Linked DNA regions of Sus scrofa: region 2 is linked to region 1. The links are chromatin contacts, called in public Hi-C maps. All regions are on one chromosome and are shown on one strand. The core of a region is the stretch at or near the end of the contact, and the rest is flanking DNA. Distances in the headings are between cores, read along the strand shown. Region 1 holds the start of ALDH1A1 (retinal dehydrogenase 1). Region 2 overlaps LOC106509189 (a long non-coding RNA gene).

Evidence for each region. A called contact is a pair of places that touch in the nucleus more often than the background predicts.
Region 2: a contact with region 1 is called in a Hi-C map of liver, with 4 times the contacts expected there. The contact joins the enhancer-like site here to the promoter of ALDH1A1 in region 1. A contact is called at or near these places in 1 of 5 promoter capture datasets (liver) and 5 of 47 Hi-C or Micro-C datasets (fetal liver, liver and skeletal muscle).

What each region holds. Positions count from the first base shown.
Region 1 is chr1:226,214,904-226,221,163 of Sscrofa11.1, forward strand. ALDH1A1 (retinal dehydrogenase 1) reads right to left here and starts at 2,439. Exons shown (of 13, transcript XM_021064911.1): 1 at 2,285-2,439. The coding sequence starts at 2,350.
Region 2 is chr1:226,262,478-226,268,737 of Sscrofa11.1, forward strand. It overlaps LOC106509189 (a long non-coding RNA gene), which reads right to left. Exons shown (of 3, transcript XR_002336383.1): 3 at 1-1,775. Among named protein-coding and RNA genes, the nearest start is that of ALDH1A1, 48 kb to the left of the region's middle. Within about 2 kb of position 2,599, at least 5 of the 83 cell types and tissues checked have an H3K27ac peak or open chromatin away from gene starts, as enhancers often do. A contact at or near this core is called in liver, where this site is marked.

The DNA of each region.
Region 1 (6,260 bases), core at 1,189-3,688:
TGTAGCTCTTCTATAATTGTAATAACTTTTTGTTACTCAGCCTTGTCTCTTCCCTCCGCTTTGCCACCACAACCAATATATACTAGTGATAATAAAGATGGACACTTAAATAGTGGAGTTTAGGGGCTAGCCGTAGAAGGTAATTTCTCAGACACTATAAAATCCTTGCTTATTTGGTTTGCAACCAGGAAACTTAGTTAATAGCCATCATTTTGCAACTTCTCTTATAAGTGCAAATCCAATACAATTCTTCAGTGAGGCACAGTAAAAAGAAAATGCAAAGGCATTTGAAAAAGCTCACCCATTTAGATTTAATTACATACATAACTGGTGTCCTTCCAAGTGTGAAAATGCTGTAACTAATAAATCAGACAATAAAATGCTATCTGAGCAGAACAGATTTATAGAGAAGATGTATGAGCAATCAAAATTCACTGACTTGCACTGGGTATTTTTACTCAGAAAAGTTCTTATACACAAGAGCAAATTCCTGCTCTTGGAGTCTTGACTTCTTTTGAACACTTAGATCAGTTAGCTTCCCTAGAGGGTGTTCTTGTGTAATGACTTTTAAGTGAACTGGAGATTTTAATCTTAAAATTATCTCCCTGTATTAAAGAATCTCTAGATCAGTGTCTGTATGGTAGATTTTAAGGACTGTCTCATTTGTCTACTACTGTTTTTTCCCTATGTTTAATTACTAAGAGTAGCTTCATTCAGTAGAAAGAATACTTTGTACTAGAGCTTCCAGGAAATTCTAACACAAGGAAAACTGAAAACTTCTGCAAATCAAATTTTAAAAAAATGTGACATTCAGACTACCAAAATATCTTTTCGGGTGGTATCATAGAAAAAAAAGACTCAGTAATAATAGCAGTGGGATAATTCAGTCATTGCCAATGGGTTTGATCTTTATGAAATGAATGCATTTTAAAATTTGCTTCCTTTTGGTTAAAATTTCTTGTGAATGACAAACTTAGAATAAGAAAGTTGGAAAAATTGGAGTTTTGTTATCTTTTGGGCAAACTTTTGCCAAGTGCAACATTTTTGAAGTGTATGAACTCATCACATTTTTCATGTTCCCATGTTGAATAAAATCAAATGGAAAAAATTTCCCTTTTAATAAAACCTTGTGAAAACAATACTTTAATAAACTTTGTAGCTATTGGTCGACCATGTTAAAGGCACTGTCTGATCTCTGCAGATATTTTTCTATGGAAAAGAGCCAGTTAGCTGAACAACTTCCTCATTTGTTGTGCTTATGAAAATCATCCATGGTTACGAGTAAGGAAACAAATTAATAATAGTGGGGTTTTTACTTTATCATTAAATGATAATGCTTTTAGTTTTTCATTGGTTAATTCAGAAAGCAAAATGGCTATCCCTGAGTTGGAATGGTTCCTTTCTTACCTTCCTTTCTGTATCACACCATAAAACTCACTTTTTAAGTGATTTTGGTTAGATTAGTTTTGTTTGTTTTACTTGTTTCTTTGGGAGTTCTAGGCTCTGACTGGAAAGCAGGAATGCAACAGTGTGAAACAGGCAAAGTTCAGAGGTACTCTTGAGCGATTCAAATAAGATCCGTTTCTCCCTAGCTGTGAATTTTTAAGTCTGGATCTGGCTCCTGCTCTTGTTTCTCTAAATATTTATCAGTTAACAATTATGCATCGCTCCAATGGCAGCAGATTTGGCTGAAGAAATAAATAAGGATGCTTTCTTTTTCCAAATATGCTAAATAATGCAAGTCCCATGAAGTTTTTTGTAACTGGAGTTTTCCTTCATCCAATTATCAGATTCAGGTCTTTCAGTTTTGATACTCATTTGCATATAGAAAAATTATGTTACTTCAGTAATGCTCTGTTTTACTTAAGCATGCTGTTTCTCCTTTTTTTTTTTTTTTTTACTTAAAAAAAATCATTTCCCATTTGTCTGTTTCCAGTCCGTTTCTGTAGTATTCGTCTCTCTTAAACATGCTGGGTTCTGCTGAAAGTTAATAGAACTGCTTGGTAAAGTCCCCTGAATCCTAGCACAAGGACCTTATACACCAAAGATAATTCCTTTCACTTAGAAATATTTTAAGAAATAAATTTATGAAAATTTGCCTGCTACAATTTAGAATTCATTATTTGATCAATACACTAAACCCACACCTGCATTTTGCAAGCCTTTTATTTTTATATTTGCAAAGGGCTCTTTACACAAGTTTGCTTAAATTGACCTTTTATGCTTTAAATAAATGTAGTTTTTATAAACCTGATGCAAAGCAGCAAATAAAAGTTGTACTAACCTTAGTATATTGAAACTTCAAATTGGTCAGTGGGACAGGTATGTCTGGCATGGCTGAGGACGACATTTCTGGTTCAGCTCCTGTAATACAGGTGACAGGCTCAGCGAATTGGTTCTGATAGAGCACTTAGCTTTATTTGTTCCTTTTTATGTGCATGGGCTAAGGTTTATTTGCATACTGGGATATGATTGGATGAACAAACTCGGAGCAAAAAGAAAACGACACTACTTATTTGTAACACCTAGGGCAGGAAGCCCTTGACTTTAAACTTAAATCCTTAAGAAACCAGTGCTCCAGCATTGACGCTGCATCTGGAGACAAGGCACTATTTGCAGACGAATTAATTTACAAAGCCGAAACCTGTGATAAGGATATGAATCACAGCTGCTCTGGCCACTAAGGCCAGTTATTATATTTTTGGCTTTTCACTCTTCTTATGCTACTGTAAAACTTTCTGTTCTCTGACAGACTTGGAATCAGAGTATTTGAGGATTGAAAAAGAAACTCAAAGGGCATTTGTTGTTAGCAGAAGCTAGTGAGGAGAGGACCCTGTCCAGGTGTCTTCAGGGCAATGCTGTCAGTGGATCCGTCCGTGCCCCAGAAAACCAGGGTGCAGTTTGGTGAAGAAAGACCCTTTTTAGAGACCCTACCTGAGGTTTGCTTTAAAAAAATCACACCAGTCAAATATATTTTCAGTGCTTGGTAAGTAGACCTACTAGGATTTCTGGAGCTCTAAATCATCTTTATATAGGGGAACAGAAGAGTCAGCAGGATTTTTAGGGAACTCAGACTGCATTGTGGCACACAATCACCACAATAGCTATATGGCAATATTGTCTGTTAAAACACATTTAAAATGAAAGTAACCTCTGGTTTTGGAAGTTGGCTGATATTTGTCAATCATTGAAACAGGCAATTGTACCAAGAGTGAATTTAAGCAGGACTTCCAAATAATGCAAGTTCTTAAAATTAATGTTTCAAGTTGGGAACATTCAAAAAAGACAGTTAACTGTACTACTCCCATTTTAAGTACAGTAGTTTATTTTATTGAAGCTCTCATGAAAGTTACAGTCAGAATAAGATAGAAAACTTTGGTTGCTCTTAACTGGTTACTAAGAATTTAAGAACAACAATTACTATTTTGTTGAAAAATACCAGCTCCTCCAAATATGGGGTTTAAGTAGGGAAGCTAAGGATTTTTGAATAGTGACTCCAAATCAGGTGCAGGAATCTTACCTTTTTTTTTTCCATCCTCACTTTGTTTCCCACTTTAAAGATATGAAGAGATTAAGCAGCTTGCTTATGATCATAGATCTAATAAGTACAAGGCCAAGATTTCACTTCACGCCAGTTTGACAGCGAAACCCTGGCTGTTACTCCTATTTATTCTCCTTGCCCTCCTCGCCATAAGAGAATTCCCAGATGGGTTTGAGAATCACCTCTTCTGCTTTTCCTGAATGGTCACCCTCATAGGCACTTAAGCTTAGGCTTTTACTCATCTAAGATGGGGGTTGACAACTTTTTCCTATAAGGAGATAGATAACATTTTCTGCTTTCTAGACCAGATGGTTTCCATTGTAATTTACTCAACTGTATGAAAGAAATGACAGACAAAAGATACATTAATGAGTGTAGGTGTTTTGAGATACAATTTTATTTACCAAAACAGTAGGCAGGCCATATCTGGCTCACGTGCCAAGTTCCTAGATTTTAAGACGACCATCCCCAAGGTCCCTCCCTCCTCTGTGCCTCACGCAGGAAGGCCAGATAGAAACTTTTGTGTTATTTCATCATTTCTCTCTCTCTCTTTTTCCTTCTCTCTCTCTCTCTCTCAATTTCATTCTTTTTGGAAAACATAATTATTTTCTCTTTTAAAAATGTGTTTTGAGTTAAATGCACAATTACACAACAGCTGTTACATAACTTGCAGTGTGGTACTCTGGCCAGGCCCAGACAGCTGTGTTTTGCTGCTTTCTTCTGCTCTCAGCTTTGCAGTTGTTTGTGGAGTCAAACACTGGTTTATTTGATGTCTAGGCAATGAAAGCTCAAAGCTTCATAACACACTTGGTGTGTCATCTGCTGTTTATATGCTCATCCTTAATCATATTTTATTGAATATTTACATAAGAGCATGTCCCTTTATGCCAGACCTTACTGAACTTAGGTAAAAGGACCAGCTTTGGAAACAGGTTACCACACCTGCCCATTTAATTTTAACATTTACCAAGTATGTCCTGTGAGTAAAGCCTTGTGATCAGAGTATCAGGAACTTTCCAACCTTAATCTTAATTGAAGGGCAGATCTTTTCTGTCCAAAAACCACAGGGTCTGAGATACACATTTCTAAAGTAAGTATCAACCTGCCCCTGGAGTTTGTCTTATAGAATAGTATATTCTTGGGAGTGGTTGTGTGGGTACAAGGCCTTGGTGATCACTTCCCTCCCTTACAAAGATGAGAGCACAGGGGCCAAGAAGGCCAACTTTAAGACTGGACCCCAGCTTGTATATTTTTATATACAAAGTATATTTGTATATTTTGCAAGGATTCTATGGTAGAGGAGGGGCTGGAACTTGAACTTAGGAGTAATAGACAAAGGATGCTTTATCTTTCCTTCTTAGAGACAAGTTAAATTAAATACACACACACGTAAACATGACAGTGAGGGGGGAAAGAGGAAGATAGTTTTTCTTTTGAATCTGACCTCTTCCAGCCCTTTGTGAAAACTATTATTCCAGAAATGTATTATTCTAAGAAATGGATTCCAAGGTCTTCAACCATTGCTGAAATTGCTGTCTCACTTTATGAGGAGTCTCTGTAGAACTCCATTCAAACCTCAGTCCTTAAAAAACTAATGGAGTCTAACCTTCTTCCACTTACATGAATAACTGGAATAAAAACCATTCACATTTAATAAACCTAATTTTATGCTGGAAATTTTAAAAAATAGCTAATTTTCACGCTTTCTGATTTCAAAATCCAGGATCGATTTTTTTTGGAGCAAAACTTCTTTTGCTTAGTGACATCTGTGTCCCTGACTCTACAGTGTTGCCTTCAGCATGGCTGGGTGAGTCTGATGGTCAGTTAACCCAGCAATGGACATATCCCTTTGCTTCTGATCACTGCAGTTTCAGCAGACACCACATGGTTCTTATGCCCATTTGGATAACATGGATCTTATGTATGATGATAGGATCTATGCTTGGTTGGCAAATCATTATTAAAAATGGAGATGAAAGGAGCATTTGAGTTTGTGAACATATTGTGAACATAATTTTTGTTCATCTGCCATTCTTCTCCAATTAGCAAAACTTCTTTACCTCTGATTTCTTCTGTTCCTCACATATCCGCTTGTTGTTTTCTCTTTGCCTTGTGTTACTAAGATATGGCAGATGCCTCTCTTATCTGATACAATTAAGACATGAACTAATTAATAGGGTCAATAAAAGAAAAAGTAGTTAAAGCCTCACATATCCGCTTGTTGTTTTCTCTTTGCCTTGTGTTACTATGATATGGCAGATGCCTCTCTTATCTGGTACAATTAAGACATGAACTAATTAATAGGGTCAATAAAAGAAAAAGTAGTTAAAGCCTCCATAAAACAATTATTTTAGGTTAAACAGGTCTTTGCTAAACTTCATGGGCCAAAATTATTTCTTAGAACTGGGTATGCTGCTAGGATTTGAAATAACCTTGCATAAATTGTGTTTACATTTTTTTTGTTTCCTTAAAGTGCAGAAAGAATTTAAAGACATTAAAGACATCTTTGAGGCAATCTTAATGTACACTACTTTGAGATTTTGATATATTTTTTCATTTTTTTTACACTTGTCTTATGTGCAGGTTATATAATAGCCCATGTGTTTAATAATTTGACCAGATTCAGTGTTTGCACAACACTCAGTTTAGTTTTCACAGAAATCACTTTCCCTTTCCTCCTGTCAAATCAACAACTTAAATGATACTTAATTCAATCATG
Region 2 (6,260 bases), core at 1,349-3,848, 48 kb after region 1:
AAGAAGGTACAAAAACAGTCAAATGAATCTGTTCTTTAAATCAGGTAAAATTTTAACTCTCTGTCCTTTAGTCATTGGCCAGCACCTCACATGAAAGGTTCTTTTGAAGCCCATGTGACATAGTTTTGAGGATCAACTAGTCATCTAGCTGAAATCACGCAAGTCTTGTGGGTCCTGGGAAAAAACTGGAGTGCTAGTTCTGGGCACTGATTTGAAGGCTTGCAGGGGCTGGCTCACCAAGTCTCCAGTCACCTTTAAAATGGGGGAAAGTATCTTAAATATCATTTCTTTTCTACTGAAAATGGAGATATCTTTATTAGAAGTCATTGTTTTTGGAAGATATACAAGAATTAGGATCTTTCAAATGCTATCTAATTATCTTAATTAGAATACTTTGAATGTTAATAATCCATCTAGCATGTGGATTATAGTTAAATTATGTCCCCTTTGTCATACTCTCTATGCTGAGATGTTAAAAAAGTTGTAGACAACATAACAAGGGTTGTTAGAATCTACCCAGGAGTGGACTCAGGTTTTTCCTAAGACCAACTTTTTCTGATCAACTTTTTCCCTTGAAGATTTGCTCTACAAACCTCCTTCTTTATTAATATAAACACAATACTTAATTTGTAATAATGAATGCGAACATGTTTCTTTTCAATACTTTGTGCGTAGTGTTTTATGTTTCAAATTATTCCCCATATATTTTTAATTTATCCACTGGAACCTTGCAAATTGGAACACAATAGGATCATTATCTCCCTTGCACAAAAGAAAGCAAGAGGGCTCACCTTGGTAAAGTATCTAGAGCCAAATAGCAAATCTTGGCAGAGCTGCCATTTCTGGTCTAGTGGTTTCCCACTGTGTGCTTTTTCTCAGTGATCTTTTGTAATGTTCCTCTTGCTGTTTTTCCAGAAAAGTCTACAAGAGGAAGACATTTATATCTGTTTACCTGAGTTCATTTCCTCTTACTATTCAATCAAATGAATTTAAACCTTCCCTTTGTCTGGGTGAGAATATGTTTTTGAGTTTTCTGATGATTCCAGAATAAAGAACCCACCAGCTTCTTCAATATGAAATTAAAGTGTAAATTGAACTCTGTTCTTATTTAGCAAAGTTTGAATGGTAGTCTCTGCTTCACAAAAATTACAAAATATTTACCTCATAACAACCTAATTTAAAATACAAATGGAAATTTTTCTCCAGTTATTTTGTACAGAAGAGTTAGAAAATTGGGATATTTCAGACAAAATTCTTCGATTTATTTTTGTTCTCTTATAATTCAGTTAAAGGTATCTCAACTTATAATTTACTTCTCTGTTATCAGTGTTTTCTTCAAAATGGAGTTAGCTCCTCCTCAGAATAATATTGCCTCATGAAAAGAGCACTAAATATAAATCAGACAGAATGAGTTTATGTTGTCCCATTTCTGCCAGTTATTTGCTAAGTAACTTTGTTCAGTTCACATAACTACGTTAAACCTGGATGGAAACATCTGAGGTGAGGCAATAATATGAATAGGAGCCTCAGAGGGTTTTATGGAATTACTAAATAGGGGCAAAATGTGTCAGAGATCTTTGTTTCCTTGGCAAACTCTTCTCTTCATACTTCACCTCAGGCATCACTTCTTCGGAGTATCCAGTCCTTGCGTGTACCTTCTCATCTCACCTCATTGGATATACTCTCCTTTGCTGTCTTTGCTTATCTCCATCATTGCATTTGCTCTATGTGGTATCTGCCTAATTCTGTGCCTTTCCCAAAAGACAAGTAGTCCACTGAAAGTAAGAAAATAATTTCATTAGTCTTTTTAGCTCTACTCCAGAGCAAGACCAGATAGGGTAGATTTTTTTTTGAACAAGTTTGTTAAAAATGAATGAATAGGTGAATAAATTAATGGAATGCAAGGTGAATAAATTAATGGAATGCAAGGGCAATGGAAGATGTATTTACCCATCAACCTTGTAAGGGTGTTGTGAAGATCAAAACTGATAATGAGTGATAAGTTAAACTTTTAAAACTAAAGTGTCAGGTACAGTTTCCCTCATCTTACATAGCTTTAATAATGATTGGGGAGTTGAATTAAACTAAACTAAAACTTAAAAAACTTTACCATGAATTTGTGTCTAATCCTGTGCAGTTTGTAAATGGTGAGCTTGTACAGATTAAGTCTAAAAGCCCTTGAGTGGAGTTGTCTATCCTATGTTTACCCTCCTTGGCATGGCCCTGGCTGAGTTTGAGAACTATGGGTGTCTCAGACTGCCAAAACATAAGGAGATATGACGGGTAACCACTCGGGAGAGTGTTAGCTGCCTTGGGCTCACTGAGATTTATGTCTAACAAGGCAGACTTGTCACTGGGCCCTTTGGAGGGGAAATGAAGCGATGAACTAATGCTGGACATAGGAGGCGCCAGGTCCTGACAGGCTAAGGTGTGACCTGCTGAATCCTAACCATCCCAGACATCTTTAGAAGAACAAGTGAGCTGGGAGATGGCCAGGGGCAGGCAAGGTTGCAGGGGAAAGGAGGTATATACAGAGCCTGCAGAGAGTAGAAAAAGAAAGGGCAAGTGAGATTACTGGTCATCTGGTGTCTTTGATCCCACGCAAAGCAAACTTCAAGCACAACAGCAAACACAACCTTTGAGCATTACTGTCTTCAAAGAGTATTTACCAAGTGCTGTCTGGCTTGATCTCCCAGACTTGGTTAAATATGCATTTTCTAAATGTTGTGTTTCTGACTTTCTTTTCTCTTCCTTTTTGTTATTATTGTTATTATTTCTATTTTTTAAAAATGTCCTTTAATAGCTCACTTTCTTTAACACTGTAACTCTGACATTGAGGAAAAAAAGACGTAAGAGTGAGGAAAGAGAAGAATATTCCACAGAAAGCATTTTTTAAAAGCTTTTCCAATAGGAAAAATAGAATTTGACTTTTATGATCATATTAAGTATTTCATCATATTAGTACACATAAATGTACATGTGATTCTATACATGTTGTTCTCCATTTAAAAACACTATTTCAAAATTAGCAGACCATTCTAAAATAGCTTATGCCAGGCCATTTTTAAAAGATACCTTTCCTTAAAATGAGAAACAAAATCAATAGTGATATTAAAATACATTTTATTTGGTGGTTAAAGGCATAAAAACATATCAAAGCATTTGGCTATATCATTGTACTTTCTTATATTAAGGGGAAATGGGAAAAATGGGAAGCTACAAATGAGGTGAATGTTTTTATATGCTTTTCTTGTGGCCATTTTATTACATTTTTATCACAGTTATTTGTTTATTTGACAGTATACCAACCAAATCCAGGATTGAGGGAAATGGCGACTATATTTTGTTCATCCTTGAATTTTCAGCACTTAGCAGAATTGTTGGGGCATAATTCTTAATTAAAGATATTTAATAAATGAAAAAAATAAAAGAATTAAGACCTCACCCATATCACACTATTTGTTTTAACAATAAGATTTTAGAATGGTTAAAAAATTTTTAACATACAACATAGGTCTCATTTTTCACATATCGAAATGAGTCATAGAAGTATAAAATATATAAAAAGATAGATTTTCTAATGGGTTCAATCACTGGAAATGAATAATTAACTGATCACAATGTATTTTCAATTCTATGAGAATTATAAAATAGCAAAGGAAGACATTTATCATGTGAACATTCTTCAATAAATCAAAGAGTAGAAATCACCTTATTTGAAATACACAATGAACTTTTATCTGGTATTTAGAATATATAAAGCAATAAGAAAAGGAACCATTTTTTTTCCTTTTGAAACACAATGTGCTAGGTCCTTTAGAATTTTAGTAGAAGTGGTTTAATTTGATTGATAATGTTTCAGAATGTAATTTATACAACAAAAGATAAATTTTCATTACTTTTCTTTTCTGCATTTTATTCGAGCCTTGAAAAATCTCATTAATAGTTAAATCAACTAATACAACACACATCCTGAAAATCATAACTCATCACTTCTCAAGGACAGACACAATTTTCACCACAAAGTTAAGGAAATGATAGCAAGTAAAGGATTGCTTATGTCCAGGCAATATCTGCTCAACTTCAACAACTGTAGATGCACATAACACTGAAATGAAAGCCACACCTCCTCCCTTCCCCAGACCTTGAGAAACCACTCTTCCTAGTGCATATCAGGAGCATCAAGTCATTCATGAGCATCAGTCACTGAAGCAGAAACAGATCAATGGAGATAACTTGTTCTCCACACTAAGAGGTTGTGGTAGCAACAGCAAACAAAACAAAACAAAACAAAAAGCAGCTTTGAAACAATCATGGCTAGCTGTTATATGGTATTCCATGTGGTGTGCCAATCTTCTAGATTGAGGGATTTTTAAAAAAAAAATTGGTAGACTTCTCACCTCCAGCTCTAGAAATCCCAATTCCCTATACTTGATATTGGCCTCCTGTTAGGGGAGTCTCTTACCATTAGGTTGGAGAACATCTAATCTAGTCCAGGCCACTTTACAGGTCATAAACTCCCAGGCCCATAAATAAAAAGGCACCGAGACCACATAGAGATGAATGTGAGAGCAAGGGCCACATACTGGATCTCAGTGGTTCTATTTTCATGATGCTACAGCCTTGACTTGGGTAGGAGAAGGGGGCTAGAGATTTTGAAAAACATCATTATGTGCATTACATGCATCACTTTCTCTTACAGAACTGACACTATTAATTAGCTACAACTTTTATTTCCAGTCTAGCATTGGTAATCTTCAATCTCAGCCATTCTCTAAAGTATTTTGATTTCTGAACCTACAAATTAACAAGGGTATTCCAAGTTCAGTGCCTTTAAAAATAACAATAACAAAATATTGCTTATATTAATATCTCTTTTCCCCATTGAAAATAGTTCTATCAATTTTTCTGATTATGTAAATAATGTATAAGTTTGTAAAACTTTACAAAATACCACAAATTATAGGGAGGAATGAGAATATCCTCTGAAATCCTGCTACCTTCATATATCCATTTGCAGCATTTTGGTTAAATTCATTTATGCATATTTATGTAGTCACATGTATTTATATATAAAATGGCATAAATGGGACAATATAATATATGCTGTGTCAGCTGTTTTTATGAACCGTCTTCTCTCCCTCTTCTATCTCCCTCCCTATTCACCAGCTATATAGTCAAAAATAACCTATCTGTAAAGGTAGTTTCTACACCTTTCTATGCCTTTTCCCATATATATAGAATCATACATACATACATACAGAAACACAGGGCATATATAGAATATGTAAACATAAATGGAATGGTGCAGGTATTTCTCTGAATTTTATTTGTGTCCTTTAGCTATATAACATGAGCATATTTCCAGGGGACTATGTATAGATCTAGTTCATTCCTTTTAATTGTTAACTAATATTGTATGAACTATCACAATATACTAAATTTATTCCCCAATTGCTTCTGAAACTGTAAAATGTATCTTTGTTACAATTCCCTATACACTATTAGTTTTATTTCTATGGGCTAGAATATGAGGAGTGGGGTTACTGAATAAAAGGATATACAGATTTTTAAATTTTAGCATATAACATATAATTATTTTATATATATTAATTTTCATATATAATACTTACTATACATGCTTTCCTAAATAGCTGTCATAGTCTATCCTTCTATCAGTTATGTTTCTTCCCCACCTGTTATCAGTTCTGTTTTTCCTGGTCTAAAGGTATGAGATGACAGCTTACTGTTAAATTCATTTACATTCTCTCAGTGAAGTTGAACGCAGCTTTAAAATATTATTAGTCATTCATATTTCTTCTGTGAAATGCCCTCCTGTTCTTTTTAAAGTCTAGGATCACAAGTACTTTGCAGAATCTCAGAGATAAATATGGTCAAACCATGAAAAATTAAAGCCCTCTGTGCAAAAGCCTTTCATGGAAAATACACAAACACACATACATGCAAAATAGTGACTTGCACACAATATGCCATGCTCTGAAATAGTTTTAGGCTGATTAACAAAGATAAAATAATCATTTTTTTTCTGGAGTAAAAACTAATGAAGTTATTTATCGCCAAGCTTCATTAATTTAAAGTTTTTGGAACAGTTTTTGGGGGATAAAATTTACATACCATAAAATCCAACCACCCTTTTCAAGTGTATGATTCAGTGGTCTTTGGTGTATTCACAGATCTGTGCCACCATCACCACTATCTAATATTAGAAGATTTTCATCATTCCAAAAGAAATCCTATAG